2 separate regions of the Sus scrofa genome follow, and region 1 is linked to region 2. The links are chromatin contacts, called in public Hi-C maps. All regions are on one chromosome and are shown on one strand. The core of a region is the stretch at or near the end of the contact, and the rest is flanking DNA. Distances in the headings are between cores, read along the strand shown.

Region 1 (6,412 bases), core at 602-3,101, 150 kb before region 2:
GCCGCAGGTCTCACCCACAATGGACGGGCTTGGGGTGAGGGGTCCCGAAGAGGTGAAAGGTCTGAACATCACCAGCAAAAAAATCCCCACTGGTGACTGGCAAAGATAACCAGTGGGACCAGCAGGAGAGGCTGCGGCGGCTGGTCCAGGTGAGGCCCGGGCCCCACACGGCATCCCTCTGGCAGCAGGTGTGGGCGCAGCAGGAGCATCCAGGGGGCTGACAGGGCCTGGGTGTGGTCCAGGGCAGCACCACTCACGGTGTGGTCCTCAGGACTGGCTGCTCAGCATCACCCAGAAGTCTGTCAGAAATGCAAATTCATGGGCCTCTTCTAAGTCAGAACCTCCCGGGGCCAGAGCCCAGGAATCAATGTTTTAATAACTCCCCAGGTGTTACTCGTGCCTGGCAAGGTGTTCTTAGGGTTGCACTCTTACAGAAACCTGAGCTCGCAGAGCAAGAGTTTTCTGAATGCCTCTGAGAGGCTCTCTTCATTCAGTCCTCCCAGCCTAGTCTAGGCACCTAGGCTCCCACACCTTTGACCGCAGAGGGTTCCCCTCCCAGCCCACCCACTTGGAGCTCCTCGGGACACCTGTGCCCTAAGCTTTTCCAGGGAGACGTGCATCTCCCCGAATGGACTCCCCCCGGGATGAGGTCGTGGCTCCGTCATTCCTTCCCTACACCTTCACATCCTCAGAACCCCGGCAGTCCTTGGTGCTTATCACCCACTAGCAGCCAAGGCAGGTAAATTTCCTCCATGAAATCTCTTCCCCATTCCTTCCAGCTCCAGCATCCCCAGTCCGGGATGGCTTCTCCTACAGAGCTGCCCAATTGTGGCTCTGGTTTCTCTCTGTGTCAGTCCCTCCTTGGTCTGTCACTCTCCTCTGTCGTGAGCCAGGTCTTACCTAGAACCTCCAGTATTGCTAGCTCTTCATAAGCAGATGTCTATACCGGAGAGGCACAACTGAAATATTGGCGTTTGTGAAAGCGATTATTTTTTAAGAACTCTGCTGTCCCCGCAGTCAGCCCAGGACACAGCAATGGCAAGAGATCGGACCTCTGTGCAAAGGTTCGCCAAGTTCCCGCCATCATGCTGGCATCACCTCCCTGAATCCTCACGGGATTGGGAAGAGGTGCTAGTCTTGCACCCATCTTGCAGATGGGGAAACTGAGGCTCAAACGGCCTCAAACAGTTGGTCCAAGGTTATCACAGGTCATGTGGGGGAGCCAGGAATCAAAAGAGGCAGCATGGCTTTTGAACCCACGCAGTTATTCACCAGTTTACAGGGCAGTGCAATACAGGAAAGGGACGAGCGATGCAGGGAATGTCGGCACGAGAGGCGCAAAGAAGGGGACGCGATTTCTGGAGAAGTGGGTGACTGGTCTGAATGGAAGGAGCTCTGACCCTCCCAAGCCACTCCTGGAAGAGGCATCTCCCCAGAACAATAAGCGCCCCCCCCCGCCCCGAAATTCCTGCCACGTGGGGCTGGAGTAGCGGGCATCTAGGGTGAAGCTCTTGGAGGAGTGGGGGCTCACCAGGTTCAAATACGCCCACTGAAAGGCCGAGCTGGCTGGGGTGGGAGGCGCCCCCACCCCCCACGGAAACTACCCGCTGTGGCAGGAACGTGGAGCTATCTGATGACCCCCGGCCACATTGTGAAACAGGCATGGGCCGGAAGACTGAAAGCTACACGGCCCCCCCTAAACTGCTGGGAGCGGGAGAAACATGGTGACTTCTCAGCAGAGCTGACGGACAGATTTGCATCCCAGAGCAGCAGCTGATCCTACTCAGATGGCCACTTCTGGATCCCCCGGAGCACACAGTTCACGTGTCCTGTGCAGCTGGTGCCACTCCAAGCACGATCTGGGCAGAAGCCCAGACATATCCCGGCCCACAACGGACAGAAGGCGGAGGGAGGGAAGGGCCTTTCTGACTCAGCGGAGGGAAAGGCAAGGGACGGGAGTCTCGGGCACTGGGGACTGCACAATCCTGTACAAACTCACCTTGCTGCACAACCACGAGCAAGGAGAGAGACAGCGCCACTGTGCCAACAAACAGGATCTCAATATGTCTTATCTGCAAGTTAGGGAAGTGAGTCAAAATCAGAGGGGTTCAGAGAACAGCCCAAAGAACCGAGACAAAATGCATGAGTACCAAAGTAACAACTTTGTTGAATAAATACTGTATTAAGGTGCCTACTATGTGCAGGGCACTGGGCTAGGTGCTGGGCATACAGTGGTGACCAGGATAGGCTTGGCTTCAAAGGCAACAACTGAGCATTGAAAAACACCTGTCAGAGAAACAGGGATTTAGAAATTTGGAACATAGCCTTACCGTATTCTATGTGAAAAAGGGGAGTTGATGTCTGTGTCCGACTCAATGGCGGATGCCTCTTTGGATTATGAACCGCTTGTGCTCAGAAGCTGTCCCTGGGCCACTGCCTGGTGCCTAGCAGATATTGACTGAGTGCTGGCTAAGCTGAAAACACGTGAATAAATCCTACCATAAACATGTGGGAGTCAAAAAAGAAATCACACAGGTAATGTTTAAATGAGAAATAATACAATATACCAAAATGGGTAGGATGCAGCTAAAGAGGTACTTAGAGGGAAATGTGTAGCTCTGAAGTAACCATATGGATGAGGTTAAATGACCAATGATCTCCTGGTCCTTGACTGTGAGGCCTCCAGATGTGGGAATTGTTTTTGCAAAGTGACCTTCATATCCTCAGGGCGTAGAATGGTGCTCAACACAAAGTCAGGGCTTGGGGCAAAAATCCTTTATGAGAAATGTTGCCTCGTGCTTCCCGGATGTCACACTCAGTTGGGCTTCTGCATTTGGAGAACTATTGTTCACCTGGTCCACGCACATTCCCCTCCACACACACTGGAGAAAACCCTTCCAGGCCTTTTGTTTTTGCTGTTGTTTGTTGCCTACTCAGCTTTCGATAATAGCGGACATTTATTAAGCTGAGTGTCAGTCATTGTGTTGGATCCCTCACAGTATCATTTCATTTGATCTGTACAACAAGCAGGTACTACTATGATTCCTCTAAAACCATAACAGTACTTGCTTTTTGTGCAGATATAGAAACCGATACAGAAACTAACGCCCAGAGAGGTTAAGTAACTTGTCCCACATCACACAGCTGGGAAGTGGTGGAACCAGGACTTGAAACCAGACAACACGAATCCAGAGCTGCTCTTCTCAACCACAGTCAATGACTGCCTCCCACTCGGTTAGGAATAAGCACCAACAGATGGTTCTCCTGGTAAAGTGCCCTCCTCTGTGTTCTCTGAACAGCTGGTGACTACTGTTTTGATTACACAGCCACGCCCACAGGGTTGGTGGTCTGCTGCCCTGTGTTCTGAGTTTCTCATGACAGGGGCTGGGTTACTGTCACTGCAGCCTCCCCAGAGGCTCCAGGCACAGGCGTTGCTCAAGTGCTGTCTTCTCAACACACATGGCGGTGGGGGTAGAAGTGAACGGCTCTTCTGAAACTGCCATGCACACCAACCCGGAGACTCTGCGAAAATGCAGACTCTGACTCAGCAGGACACTGATGCTGGTGGTCCCCGGACCAGGCCTGGAATAGCAAGGGGCGGGGGTGAGGGGGTCGAGTCCAGGGACAGCGCTGCCCTTGGCTCCCAGCTGGAAAAGCCCCTGACTCTGTGATCCTGGGCAAATCAAGGCACTGCTTTTGGCCTCAGTGTCCTGACCTATAAAATGGGAACAACTGAACCGACGTGAGAGGGGGATTCAATCAGATAAATTAAGTTTAAGGCCCAATACAGATCTGACACCAGAGAGGAGTCCTATTTCTTCGATCAGAAATTCTCGACATTTATTTGTCAATTCGCCTTCCTTTTTTTTAAAAGAAGATTTTTATTTTTTCCATTACAGTTGATTTACAGTGTTTGGGCAATTTCCACTGTACAGCAAAGCAACCCAGTCAGACGTTTTATATATATATGAATATATACATATTCATCTTCCTTGTAGGGGTTTTCTGATCTTTTTTAGATTGTTGCCTCCTCTACCACTTACACACTCGCCTTTCTCTCTCTCTCTCTCACACGCACATGGACACATGCACCCAGATATAAAGTGGTGATGACCTCATTGCAAGTCAGTCCACCCTGGGCTGGCTTTATTGCACGAGTTCCCTCCTAACCTGCTGACAGTGATCTTCCTCCTCACACCAAGGGGTTAGGACCTAAACCCAACAAGGAATGGGGGATTTTCAAGATCACCTGCAGTGGCCCGCAAATGAGATTTCCAAAACCCACGGAGGTTTCCGAAACCCATGGGTGTTTCGTGTCAGACTAAACAGGCGTGACCCAGATGTCACAAGGAACCCAGGAGCATCAGCTGTTCCAAACAAAGCAATCTCATCTGGACCAGTGAGAGTCCTGAGGTCAAGAGCCGTGAGCCCAGCACAAATCGCACAGAAACTCCAGGGGAGCTGAATGAAGAGCGGGAGAAACAGACCAGCCCCAGATGGAATCAGTACACATTTCTCCCCAATGACAAGCGGCGTGAGTCCTTGCCTTGGGGTCAGGAGGGCATCAGACAAGTACACAAAACCACACACAAAAAATCTACATGCTGAAGAGTTCTCCTGAAAGCTCACTGCGTCTTTCAAACTTGTGGGGCAACGGGCCAAGAAAATCCAAACAGATTAATAAAGACAAGCAGGTCAAACTCCCAAAGACTGTTCTTTCTGACCTGATCTGCTAATGGCTTACTACAAACCAAGTCCGGAAAAGCTGGGTCTGTCCACCTCTTGGGCGGCGATGTTATAAACACAGGCTGAAAACCTTTTTTCGAACAGCCAAGAAAGTGTAACCACCGTGATGGGAACAGAACAAGAAATAACCCCGTGCTGTCACGAGCCCATCATGCGTTCCCTGCACACAGGGAACCACAGCTCAGCGTCTCATGTCCAGCACAGGCCAAGTGCATCCCCTGGACCTGGGAGTCTGCAACGAGCTGTCGGACCCTGAGTCCAGGATCCTGGCTGGTGGCCAAAGACAAGGACACCTCCCTGTCCTTGGCGCGGAGATGCAGACGCCAGGCCCCCAGAGTGCTGTCGGCAGCTCTTTCTGACCTGAGGCTGGGAGGAGGGTGGTGGCTGATACGCTGAGAGGCGTCCCTGCCAAAGGCGGCCAGGTCCCAGTCCCTAGAAACCATGACGGTGATGCGCGCATGGCCAGACGGGCTTTGCATACGGGGTCAAGGTAACGATCCTGAGCTACGGAGATTATCCTGAACCATGCAGGGGTGTCCGGGTAATCACGGGGGGAGGCTACACGGGGGAGGTAGGAGGGCAGAGTTAGAGAGGGGATGTGAAGGCAGAGGCAGAGATGGCAGGGGTGTGGCCGCGAGTCAAGAATCTTCCGAATCTGGAAGATGGAAGGAACGGTTTCCCCCTAAAGCCTCCAGATGGAACCACTTCTGCCCCCACTTGATTTCAGCTCCATCAGATACGTTTCAGACTTGGGAACTCAGGGCTGTTGTCTTAATAAACCACTCGTGTCGGTGCCCACGTGTTCCAGCACCAAAAGGAAACGCAGGAGGTTCCAGTCCAGCTCTGTCCCTTTGAGGGGATGGCTTCCCCGAGACTCTCCATTTCCTTGTCCACAGGACGGGGACCGGGGGGAGGGTCACTGCAGACTCTTTGAGGCCCTCGGGTGGTACCTCACATACCAGCCCCCCCCACCCAACCGCTCCCGGGTGGCACAGTGTGTGAGAGGCTCAGGAATCCAACGCTCGCTGGTTTAGCTTCTCCTGAGGGGCTCCACTCTTAACGGGAGTGAAGAAGGAAGAAGCAGGGAGCGATACAAAGGGAAAAAGGGAGCCTGTCCATTAGGAAGAGAGCAGAACAGGATCTGCATCCCCTGCCTGCCTCTTTAGGGACCGTCAAGGTACCCTGAGGAATTCATTTTTCAAGGAGCCTGGCACCGAGAAATTTCCTACCATGCCCTCCTTCAAAATACCTTGGCATTTACATGAAAAGGCTTCCCAGATGATTAACCTGTTCTAACGCTTGCTCACATTATTTTCCCTCCATCAGCACTAAGCATCATGGATGTTCTCATTCCAGAAGGTACTCAGATCAGCCAGGAATGTTCGGTTGGCAACAACAGACAACTTGTACTGTCTTAAAAGCGGAATGTTTCTTGAAAGGGAAGGAGATTCTTTCCCCGAAACCTGAACACAGAATCTTCAAAGGGTCAGTGCTACACTTGCGGCCACTCAGATGAATCCTGCTCGCAGTGAAGGCCACTGTCTTCCAACGTCACCACCCTTGACCCTCAAAATAACCTGATCAACATACAGTGTCATGTCCATTTGCTCAACTAACTCAGAATCACGCCGTGAGGACGAGAGACAGGATGTGAACCAAAGACAGA
Region 2 (6,423 bases), core at 378-2,877:
GGCCATCTCAAAGGCTGGGCCCCCTGGCCCCCCTAGACTTCTGTCTCAGATCCAAGTCGAGGTTCCCAGGACCTCCTCTCGGGTGCTGTCACCTGCTAGAGTGGTTCATGTAACCAGGGCAGCCAGATTCCTCACTCTTGCCATTGATTACAAAGGCTATTGTAATGGGTGCAAATGAAAGGTCTGATCAAAGAGACACACAGCATCAGGTCTAGAAGGATTCTCAGCACAGGAGCCTCTCTGTCCCTGGGCAGTGACGGGTGTCACCCTCCCAGCTCACCAATGTCTTCACCAACCTTTGGTGCAGGGATTTCTCTGAACCCTATGACGCAGGCATTTTTAGGGAGGCCTCACCATGTGGGCCACATGGATTATTAATTCAACGTCCGGCCCCTCCCACTTCTCCAGAAAGTGGAAGGCGAGGCTGAAATGTCCAAGCTTCTTATCATGACTTGGACTTCCGGGTGACCAGGAGCTCACCAGCAGGTGCCTCACTAGGACCAAAGATGCTTCTATCGCCCAGAACATTCCAGGGGTTAGGCGCTTCCTGTCAGACATGCCTGTCACTAAGGAGCTTACAAAAGTCTCAGAAGCTGTGTGTCAGGAACTAGGACCAGGAGACTAAATATTAACAGGAACCAGGGGGGAAGGCAATATAAGTAATTCTTTTTCACGATATTATTTGACTACGAAAAAATTAAGGGAAGAAACCTGGTCTCACCTGTCCACTCAACACATCAGGGAAGTGGGGCTCAGAGAGTCCTATTCTGGCTCAGGCTGCCCAGAGCAACTACTCATAGGTGGGCCTGGACCAAACCTCCGACCTTGACAGGTGCAGCCAGGACAGGAACACAGAAGACGACAGAAATGCCAGACGGTGAACCACAGCACAGAACCCGTGGAATGTGCCCAAGGTGCATGGGCACCGGAAATCTGCCCATCTGAAGGGTCCAGGGGGAGGGCAGGGGAGCCAGGCCTCAGGGAGGGAGCCAGGGCTGGGCTACACAGGAAGAAAGACTGCCGTGTCAGGTGACTCTACAGCCACTTATGTCAAGGAGTCCTGGGGAGCCCACCGTGCTTGGCCAAGAGGAGGAAAGAATGGGGGAAGCTCCCATCGTGGCTCAGTGTGTTTTTAACTCCACTAGTGTCTGTGAGGATGTGGGTTGATCCCTGGCCTCGCTCAGTGGGTTGGCTGCCGTGAGCTTTGGGGTAGGTCACAGACACGGCTCGGATCCGGCATTGCTGTGGCTGTGGCCGTCAGATGCAGCTCTGATTTGACCCCTAGCCTGGGCACTTGCATATGCTACAGGTGCAGCTCTTAAAAAAAAAAAAAAAAAGAACAGGGAAAACAGGGGTGTCCTGGGAGGCCAGGGCCGGTCTGACCTCATACCAGGCCCCCTTTGCCAGCAAAAGACCTGTGCGGGGGTTGCCACGGGTGTTTCCAAGTTTGGAGAGTCAGGCAGGGGCTGATGAGTAAGCCCTATAACTAAGAGGCTGGTCTCCAAAGAGACAGAAGGTTCTCGCCTGGCAGCAATGGCCTCCATTCAGCTCGGGATCCTACCTCGGGGGTGGGGCTGCTGCCAAGGCCTGGTCTCCTCTTGGCCCTAAATAGATCACCATTTGGCCTGAGCTTGCAGAGAACTTTTTATGGGCCACGCCACTTAAGCTGTTCCTGTGGTCAGAAATAGCCCGGGGCTGGTCAGAACCACGACCTTATAAATTTGATGCTATATTTAGTTCTCACGGACACGGCTGAGGAATTTCTTTTTAGGTTCAGGGTTTGAGTGATGGATCCCTACACTGCCTATGAACCAGCCCCAGCAGAATCGTGAAGCGGGCCAGCGGTCATCTCAGCCTTTCTCCACCTGCAGCCCCTGCCCGGGCACCTGGCTTGCTGGGGAAACCAACTCCGCGCTTTGGCGGGAGGAAAACTCTCAAAGGCCAGCGAGTTCTCTCTGATGAGTTCTCCTGCAGTATCGCTGACTCGCACTGGGGGTACCTCGATAAAGGGCGCCCCAGCCATGTCATCGCATCGCCCTTCAGCGCAGGGAGCCCCTCCAGCCTGGCAGAGGGTCCCCTCCCGCCCCATCAAGATCGGTGCCCTCAGAGGGGACCGCTTTTCTGATTCCTCTCCCGTGAAGCGTCTCAGCTGCTTGCTTTTGACCTTCGCGTTAGTGGATTCAGACTCTGCCCCTTTTCAAGTGTCTAGCTTCTTGTTCACTCAGCTCTCAGCCTGGCTCCCAGACTCTACGAGGTCTAGCAAACCAGCCCCTCCGCTCACCTGTCTGGGGCTTATCCTCATGTTTAATGCTTGTGCCGCCAACTCGGCGAGTGGGGATCACCAATTCCGTTGAATTGAGGCGCAAGTGCTCAACGTGAGCAGCTGGAAAATCCAGAGGCTGGACATCAGGATCCTGGGACCGTGGCTTCAAGGGTTTGGACGCCAGTCCTTCCTCTTTCTCTGGGCCCACGTGCTTCTGCCGCTTGACTCCAGGGTTGGGACTTAGCCACAACCCCCCCCCGCCGCCCCCGCCAGCGCCTGACACGCTGTGTGTAGCCAGAAATACCAGCTACGGTGATGCTCCGATGAAGGTGAGGCTGGTGAGGGTGCCAGGCCTCGTGTTACCGGTGGGGAAGCAGAAAGGACCGAGACAGACACAGGCCAGGGCCTCGGGGACCGGGCAGCCTGGTACAAAGTCCCTGCATTGACACCTAAGTAACTCTAACGGGAACCTGTGCTTCTGAAGGGAAGGGATGACCTGCTTCAGGCCACCGGGCACCGGGCCGCTCGGATGACATTCCCGCAAGGGTGTTCTTCTCTTCAGCTGCCGGGGGCTGGGTACCTGCGCAATGTCGCAGCACAGCAGTTACTGAAGGGGCCTCCGATACGCCCCCCGAAAGGAATGCAACACTAACCAGCTTTGCTCTAATAAAGCTCCTCACCTGAGAGGCTCAATTACATCTGCAGTGGACTCTCTGCAGAAAGAGCATTTAAAAGGCAGATTCGCCCTTGACTCCTGACTCTGCATGTCAAAAGCACTTAACTCAGAAACCTGGGGATTACCACCACCGTGGGAGCAGGACCACCCCTGCCTGAGGCTCCGACACCACAGGCACCTGCACTGTCATTCTGTTATCACTGAGTCACCTGCAGCTTGGGAAGATGAGCATGGGACCCTGGTATTTCCAGGTGTCCTCTCAAGGACTGGCTGCCAAGTACACCTTTCCATAAAGCCTACAATCCCTATTCTCTTTTATGACCTGGGATTCTGCTTTAGAAAAAGCAAACACGACCAAACCACAAACTCCTTCTTGGATTCACTGTGATTCTAAATTCCTTCGAAGATGCTAGAGGGGCGTGTCATCTTCCACTAAGGAGGCCAGTGGGTGAAGCAGGTCCAAGTACCTCTCCCAATTACTCATGAAGTGCCGAGATACCCTCTGGTGCCGGTCCCATGTGAGAGAACCAGTGTTCGCTCCAGCCCTGGCTCAGATCCACTCCTCTGGCTAAAGCACGGGTGAAAGTAGCGACCGGCATTCCCAGATCAGGCTATTACCCAATTCACATGCGCACTTTGCATCCAAGATGCTCCAACAAGATGCTCCAAGTCAGAGACTCACAAGAACGAAGACTTCAAAAGCGAAAGCCTCCCTTCTTCTTGGAGCCCTCTGCTCAGTGAGCAAAAGGAGGAAAGTGACCAGAACTATGCAAATCCCTGTTTGTCCCAAAGTTCAATCTGAATAGGTTAAATGTGGGCTCGTGGCACCAAATCTCTGCCTGAGACCGGGGCATGGCACCGACAAAGGCGTTCTTTTCATCACCACATGTCCGCAGAGCTACCGGAGCTCAGACACAGGAGGTTCCTTTTCGATGTCAGCGTCACGTCCTCTCAAAACGAACCTAGCGAGTAATCGCTCATCAGCCCAGAGTCTGCCATCAGGGACAGGATAAGGACCCACGGGGGAGAGCGGCAGGGGGCTACGGTTTGTCTCGACTTTCTCATAGCTAGCTGTGTTTCCTAACAAGCTTGCTGCTCAGCAAGGGTCATCAGGCACCCACTGGAGACGATGCAGCCGTGACGCGTGCACCGGGCTGAGGTCGACTAATCAGCCATCAACAGAGCGCTGACATTTTTGTGACTATGGTCCCTGATCAATGAAGAATGAGAAACACCAGTTCTGCATGCAGTTCTTCCCACAGCCCAGCGGCTCCCAATCTCTCCAGTGTCCTCACACACTGAAAGACAATGCTGGCAGGCCCATCGGGGTCAACGCTTACGACGAACAGGAGGACTTTTGAGAAAACAAATCTCCAAGGGAAGGGAACGGGGATAGTCTCGACTTACAATCCCTGTTTATCAAGAACATGCTTTAAGGCCACATTTTCATCTCTGTTAATGTAATTAACAGTTTCATCTCCAACCACCGGCAACCTCAGATGACAAGTCGTAACATAACCCAACGGCAATCGCTATCAAAGCACAGATCTTACTTTATTTTTACCTTCCCCTGACACACTCTGGCCATGTATTGACCACTTAGGAACATTCTTCTGGCCGTAAATCCAATCAATAATTCACTCGTGCAGAACATATAACTGTACATTTTCTGCTCATACAAACCCGTTGATAATGGGCGCTGATTGCAGAGCAGCAAAGCAAAGGCGTGCAGGCACCCAGCGCGCCTTCTCAGAGGACTAGCCTGAAAATGATCCTCGTCCTGCCTACCAATGAAATATTTAAAACGATGTTTGGATGCCCCGCGTTATACCTGACATATTTGTCGATTTTCCCAGACGCTGGGAGTGATTAGATTTGGGGGTCAGTTACTCTAAGGTCATGCGGAGACCACACATTTTAATTTCAAATGGAGGGTGACAAACCTGATAAGCAAAACTTTATGAAATAAAAGGATATGAAATCAACTTACACTACTAGTTGGTATGGGGAAAACTTTTGTATTAAATCTGTCATGTAAAGGCAGGGAGCCTGGCGGTGCAGGAGATAATTTTCCTGACAAATAACCTTGACAAGTTAAGGCACCTGGAAAACGCACTGTGAGAAACCACCTCAGATCATGGAGAACGTTTATTCTCAATGAGGAGGCGGGCAGGGAGGAAGGAGACTCTGGCTTCGAGGCGTTCGCTGATCAAGACATGCGCTCGGGGGCTCCCAGTGCAGATCGGAATCCTGAAGGTGCACCTGACAAGACTGGCGGCCGGCAGGGCGGTCAGAACATCGAAGGGTTAAACGATAAAGACAATGAAACAGGCTAGACCTGCTTTAAAACTCAATTAAAAGAAAACCAGTCCCTGTTAGTTTTTCCAATCCAGACTTAAGACTCATTCTGTATTATCTATTCATATGAAAAAGGGTACAGCAATTGAATTTTGAATTATGCTAACCCATTTTCTCAGCTACAGAAAACGCTGGCTTCTGGCCCAATGAACACAATAGCCACATGCTCGAGACCCTTAATTATCTAATTAATGTAGTGTCGTTTTAGCAATTAGTTCAAATGATCATATGCAACTTTTCTATTGCTAAGATCAGAACGGTAAATATTTTTAAAAATACTCGCTGTACCATGCCATATCCTGTGCATGAAAGATATACAATTGCAATGAAATGTACAAAATGACCAAGACAGGTTTTAAATTAAAGAGAAAAAAAAAAAAAAAGACCCCAAACCGACTTTAATATGGGCAATGGCTGATTTTCTTATGATTAAATGCATATGGTAAATTCACTGATATCCTACAAACTAGACTTATGACCAGGAATTACCAACGGGGCTGGCAGATATTATCAAAGGAAATGATAAGGCCTATGTTTAGGGTGGTCTTAAAAGAAGAATTCATTCTACCGAAGGCCCTAATAAATGGCCTCGTAAAATGAATAATAATTGGAAAAACTCTTCAGAGAAGACTGCTCTGTCTTCCCGTCCTCTCCCCGCCAAGGACTGAATTTTAACTTCAGACTCTTCCTTGACTCTGCCAATCGGAGAAGCCACAAGCGGCTTTTATAACGTACTAATCCCAGAGCTTTGGGATTCTAAAGCTAATGCTGTAGCAAAGTGGCTTATGCCGAAGGAGTTACTTCTGTGCCATTTGTTGGGTCCCTCCATCTGGCGATCTGCCCATGACGGGACCACTGGCCAAGAGTGCTGGACGTAGGTCAAGATCTCGCATGACTGATGGGAAAAACGGGGTTCCAAGGAGATGTTACTTTGTGGGGACCACAGAGGCAACCTTCCGTGACTGGTGCTCATCATTCATTGCCTCTCTTGGCAAAAGAAAATTGCACATACGACCCTTGCTTTGAAAGAGCTTGCAGCCTGATGGGGACAGCAAGTGCACACACAGAAGGCCGAGTGCAGAACTCGTGAAGGCTCCTGGGCCTTAAACACGGTGTGGTGTTCACA

The links. Hi-C and Micro-C count contacts between places; a contact is called where the count stands out from the background.
Region 1: a contact with region 2 is called in a Hi-C map of skeletal muscle, with 5 times the contacts expected there. The contact joins two enhancer-like sites. A contact is called at or near these places in 1 of 5 promoter capture datasets (liver) and 4 of 47 Hi-C or Micro-C datasets (heart right ventricle, psoas muscle and skeletal muscle).

The regions. Positions count from the first base shown.
Region 1 is chr6:9,307,415-9,313,826 of Sscrofa11.1, forward strand. All of the region lies in intron 8 of WWOX (WW domain-containing oxidoreductase), which reads right to left. Among named protein-coding and RNA genes, the nearest start is that of WWOX, 560 kb to the right of the region's middle. Within about 2 kb of position 1,852, at least 17 of the 83 cell types and tissues checked have an H3K27ac peak or open chromatin away from gene starts, as enhancers often do. A contact at or near this core is called in skeletal muscle, where this site is marked.
Region 2 is chr6:9,453,979-9,460,401 of Sscrofa11.1, forward strand. All of the region lies in intron 8 of WWOX (WW domain-containing oxidoreductase), which reads right to left. Among named protein-coding and RNA genes, the nearest start is that of WWOX, 410 kb to the right of the region's middle. Within about 2 kb of position 1,628, at least 3 of the 83 cell types and tissues checked have an H3K27ac peak or open chromatin away from gene starts, as enhancers often do. A contact at or near this core is called in skeletal muscle, where this site is marked.